2 separate regions of the Mus musculus genome follow, and region 2 is linked to region 1. Evidence: chromatin contacts called from public Micro-C data. All regions are on one chromosome and are shown on one strand. Each heading gives the region's core, a stretch centred on a gene start, on an enhancer-like site or on the middle of the called end of the contact. The rest is flanking DNA. Distances are from core to core; before and after follow the strand shown. Region 1 holds the start of Vcp (valosin containing protein). Region 2 overlaps Unc13b (unc-13 homolog B).

Evidence for each region. A called contact is a pair of places that touch in the nucleus more often than the background predicts.
Region 2: a contact with region 1 is called in a Micro-C map of the G1E-ER4 cell line. The contact joins the enhancer-like site here to the promoter of Vcp in region 1. A contact is called at or near these places in 3 of 484 Hi-C or Micro-C datasets (the G1E-ER4 cell line, Th1 cells and ventricular fibroblasts) and 3 of 9 other capture datasets (adipose tissue, liver and pancreatic islet).

Annotation. Positions count from the first base shown.
Region 1 is chr4:42,999,242-43,001,941 of GRCm38.p6, forward strand. Vcp (valosin containing protein) reads right to left here and starts at 1,266. Exons shown (of 17, transcript NM_009503.4): 1 at 921-1,266. The coding sequence starts at 937.
Region 2 is chr4:43,113,837-43,116,536 of GRCm38.p6, forward strand. Unc13b (unc-13 homolog B) reads left to right here. Exons shown (of 40, transcript NM_001384106.1): 7 at 1,267-1,324. Among named protein-coding and RNA genes, the nearest start is that of Gm23709, 21 kb to the right of the region's middle. Within about 2 kb of position 1,330, at least 12 of the 459 cell types and tissues checked have an H3K27ac peak or open chromatin away from gene starts, as enhancers often do. A contact at or near this core is called in the G1E-ER4 cell line, where this site is marked.

The sequences.
Region 1 (2,700 bases), core at 16-2,515:
AAGGTGGGGCTATAAGAGTCCAGAGACTCAACATAGATGCTTGGGGATAGAGATCTGTTTATTTTGAAGAGTTAAGCCAACTCTAACCTACAAGCTCTCAAAGCTAAGATACAAAGAATAAAAACAACTCGGATTCTAACTTCAGCGCCTAAAAATAAAAGAAAACCAACTCCTTTCTAGCCACCTCCGATCATAGCAAAAACAAAAATATATACACAAAGCAAAACACTAACGAAAAAAAAAGCCCCTAGTTAAAACTTCCGGGTGTTTACAACAGGTCTCCCACAGTGAAAAACTGCCATTTGAGAAGGGCATGACTTGCCCTCTCCCTAACAGCCCCTCACTACACGTAGTTCAGAAGATGCCAACTTCCCGCAGTGACACCGTCCCAGATCCACCGAGACCGGGCTGGATTCCTCAGATCTCCCTGGCCCGGCCTTCCCTAGAGTCTCAGGGCTCCTGAGGCCTTCACGTGGCCCCAAGTCCACGCCCACCGGGCCCAGTCGCGGCCTCGGGCTTGCAGTGTTTTCCCTTCTCAGGCTCAGGGTCTTCTGCGTGTGGTCGGCGACATGGCCGACCGGCGTGCCAGCGCCAAAGGTCTCCACGCAGGGAGTGTGGACCCCAAAGTCTAACTAGGCCGGGGCCGCCGCGCCGAGGGAGCTACTCAGGCGGTCGGGGCCTGCATGACACAGCACCATCTTGTCCAGGCTCCGACCCAGGCCCAGCGCGGACCCGACCTAGGGGGCGCGCGGGTGCACAGCCCGGCCTGAGGCCCTCCCTCGTCCCTGGCCTCTCCTTCCCTCTCTCTCCCTCCCGGCCTAGACTCTCCGACGCGGCCCGACCGGGCCTAGCCAGCACGGCGGGTCCCACGGTGCGCGCCCCCGCAGCCAGCGGGAGGGCGGGCGCGCGCAGACACTTACTCGGCTCCAGAGGCCATGGCGCGCGCCTCTCCCGGTCGGCGGCTGTGGCGGCCTGAGGGTAACGGCTATGAGAAAGGCAGGCGACCGACTAGGCCGGGGCTGGACTCGCTGAGGCGGAGGAGCAACAGCAGTGACAAACCCTCTGGCAGCCTCCCTCTCGCTTCCTCCCAGGGGCACCGGGGCGGCAGGCGGGCGGGCGGGAGACGCTAGCTCCTAATCCGCGAGGGGGGCAGCGACTAATCAAACGACGGCTGCAAACGCTTCACGGAGACTGAACCGAGAAAAGCCGAATCATCGGAAGGAAAGCTGCTCTAACCCCAACCAATCAGCGCCGGCCTTGGGACTCGTGCCCGCCTCTCCGTGCCTCTCCCCAGCAACCCGCAGACCGTAACCAATCAGAAAATTCGTTTGTGGCCTGGCCCCGCCTCAAGGCTGCAACACGCCTAGTAACGCCACGTCAATTGGCCGCAGCACTACGCTTCCTCGACGGATAGGGAGTCTTGACCAATCGACAAAGGCAATAGGCCATATCCTCTTTATCCCTCGGAGGAGGCCTCTCCTACTTGGCTTCAATTGATTGGCTCCTTAGTTTATAAGCAGCTGGAAGAACCTCGCACAAAGGCCTGAACCCTTATTAGTTTAGTTGGGTTGTAATAATAGCCCACATTGTTCATTTCTCGCCAATCCTAGGGATCCTCTTACTCCACCATACTAAAATCCTTCATGCTCCTTTAAAACACTGGCTCCAACCAAGGGCGTGGTTGATGGACTAGGTCTGTACTTTTAGTAGTTGGGAAGATGAGAGGCAGGAAGACTAATAGATGGAGATCAACCCAGGATACAAGACCATATCTTTAATTCTAGTCCCAAACAGTATTTCAATAAATTTTAAAAGCAATGTGGTAGTCCATGCTTTTAATGTCAGCACTTCGGAGGCAGGCAGCAACCTGTGACTTTTGAGTCAGCCTGATCTATTAAAAAAAAAAAAAAAAAAAAGAGTTCCAGCCAGCCCAGCCAGAGCTACATAGTGAGACCCCGTCTCAAAACTAATTAGATAAAATTTTTTAAAAGGTAAAATTAGCTGGGTATGGTGGTGTACATCCTAGATCCCAGTACTCCAGAGGCTAAAGGTAGATTGAAAGTTTGAAGCCAGATAATGCTGCATAACTAAACTCGAGTCAAACAAACAAACAAACAAACAAACCAAAAAACAAAAACCTAGCCCCACCTACCCCACCCCCTCTTCTTCTCTGGACCCCAGTTCTGAATCAGCACCCCAGCTCTTACTTCACCCTATTGCCCTTGCACTCTCTTGTAATCATGCAGGTTTTGCAGTTTCTCAGGCCTTGGGAGTACACACTCCTTACCATAGAGTATAAATATTATCTGGGGAGGGAGAGCACTGAGGTTCATGCAAGTCAAGGACAACTGCAGAACACTCAGAAATGCAGTCGTGCCCAAGAGCAAGAAAATCAACCAAGTGCTGTGACTTAAGGTCCTTGTGTCCCAAAAGACAATCCATTGACTTTCATTATAGTCAAAAGATGGTTGGTTGGCTCTGGTTGACTCAATTCACCCTTCACCTCCTACCCACACAGACTGACCTGAGAGATGTTTGTACAGATGGAGTTACTCTGAGAAACATCTCCCCAACCCCAACTCCATTTGTTTTAATATTTTTAAGACAGGGCCTCTCAGCCAGACGTGGTGGTGCACGCCTTTAATCCCAGCACTCAGGAGGCAGAGGCAGGCAGATTTCTGAGTTCGAGGCCAGCCTGGT
Region 2 (2,700 bases), core at 80-2,579, 110 kb after region 1:
GGAGAGGGAGGAAAAGAGAGGGGGTAGAGAGGGAGAGGGAGAGAGAAGGGGAGAGGAAGAGACAGACAGAGAGACAGAGAGAGGGTATTACCTGGGAATAATTAAATGGCTTTTGAAGCATCAAAGCCTACCCCCTATGACATAGTTCTTTCAACAAGGCCACACCTCCCATACCTACTCAAACAGTTCTACCAACTGAGCACCAAGTACTTAAATGTCTGAGACTTTGGGAGATAACTCATGCAACCACCAAAGTAATCAAATCATATTTCTTCATGGTTAAAGCTACATGGCCTTCCAATACACTAGTACAAACTTCCGACTCCATACTATGACTTAAGCTCTATTTTCCCCACAAGCCTTTGTACATAGTGGGTGCTAAGTCAATAGTTACTGGATGAATGCTCATTGGCAGGTTAGCTCTGGCTCTCTCAGAACCCCATAGCTTATTAATGAGTGGCAAAATTAGCATGTAAAGTCTAGATACTTTCATGTAGTCCGTGGTGGTCTCTGACTCTTCACGTAGCTGAGCTCATTCTAAGCATGGTCCTGTCTAGCCCAGATCTTACATTTGTTGGTTCGGGTTATATCTTTCCAGTTCTTCACTGATTTGAGCCAAACTATTTTTTCTAAGCTACTTACATATGTTAGTTTATACTTTTTTGATTTCTGCCCACGCTCAAAACTTCCCCTTAATTCTGTTCCCTTTTATAGATTATCTTCTTATGGCTTCAGTGCCCTGTACATTTGTTGTTGTTGTTGTTGTGGTGGTGGTGGTGGTGGGTCCTGGAGAGACTATAGAGTCAGGAGGGAACTACCAGATATATCTGAAAGTCCAGCCATGTACTTAGATATGCAGTTTCTATATCTATCCATAATCATTTGCAAGGGAGTACTGTTACTCAAAGATAAGCAGACACCTGATAGAGGTCTTCAGTTTTATCATTTGGTTTGTGAAATCTAGATGTTGCCATGGGCATACACAGAACCCTTTGAAATACACTAAGGCCAGGCCTTTTGCTCTATTAGGCCTGCTTGGTCAGACGGTCCCTCTGCTTTTCTGTGCTAAGCCACACCATAACTGAAGATCTGCCCTAAGTCAAGATGCCACAGGGAGGATAGGAATGAGTTCTATTTCTGTTCAGTAAAAAAAAAAATTGACCCAAGTTACACACTGAATATTTTAGTAGGTAGCTGCGATTTCCCCCCTCCTTCTGTACTTGGAACTCTTACTATGTATTTTTTGCTTTTTCTTTCTGCTTCTAGTATTCTAGTCAAGAAGAAAGCCAGAGGAAGCCATTACCCACTGCTGCCGCCCAGTGTTGTAAGTGAGAAATTTGTCTCTGAACTGGTCTTAATTGCAGCTATCTGTTCTGTTTCCACAAATGAGGCTTGTTTTAAGTTGTGGGGTTGTGTAAATGGAAGGTGTTCCAGAGGTTCTCTGTCTAGGCACAGGCCTTGATGGGTGTTTACCCTGGAGTTCCAGAAGGGCTCCTTTGTTTTCATGTGCTGTGTATTTGCCATGCAGTGGCTAACTCTCACTCCTGGGGATATGATTTTTACCCCTTCTGCCCTTATTTACCAGCTAGTATTTTTTAGGGCTCACTTTGAACATCACTAACTGTGTGAAAGCTGTCTGCTCTTTTCTGTTTCACAGTGTACTTCACATATTTTTCCTTTATGTTTCCATGTACCATGTGTGTGCACTAAGTATACAACCTATCAGACATTAGGGACTGGGTCTGCTCTTCTGAGACAGACAGTTTGGGGAGCTTAGACTGGATCTCAGTGTTAGAGGATTGCCTAGTGGGCACAAGACCCTGGATTGAGCCTCAGTACTGGAAACGATATATATATATATATATATATATATATATATATATATATATATGAAGGGAGGGAAGGAAGGAGAAACAAACAAAAGGTCATTAGAAACTCCACAAAGTTTTAAAAGACAATAATTCATTTTGTATTTCTGATGTCTAGCTTAATTTTTAGTGCATAGTAAACTTAATAATATTATATAAATGATTAAGGAAGAGAACATATCTTTTCTTCTGAGATTAATTGGTTCAGGTCACAGATTCTTTCTGGGAATAAATCATGAATTGTTAGTCTGTTGGTAACTTTCTTTCAGGTTCTTACAAAACTTCCAGAGAGATACTAAAGGGCCACCTTGGAGTTAGTTTTTCACCTTCTGGTTGTGTGTATGTGTCTTGTAATTTGCTTTGTTCTCATTTTCCTGAATCAAATGCCAATTGCAGCACTTGTAGATTAAACCTGGCTGTTGTAGCAGTTGTTATAATAGAACTAGTAATAGTACGAAACATAGGGACACAGATGTCAGTGTCAACCAACCAATAGTCAAACAATAGCAATAAAAATGCATAATTAGCATATGTAGATAAAATATGCAGATGCTCTTCCAAGAACCTATATTATTTGTTCCATTAAACTTACCTACTTTTCACAGTAACCCTAAGACATAGATTCTACTGTTCCTATATCTTAGAAGAGGAAACCGATGCATGAAGAAACTGAATAATCTGCTGTGAACCTCTTAGAGTGTAAGCAGTGGTCCATGGGTCATATCTTGAGTCACCACTTCCTGCTTACAGTCAGAGAGAGACCTCCATTCATGAGTTGTTCGTGCTGTGATGTTCTTTCTTGATAAAACTAAGACAAGTACAGATAAGCAAA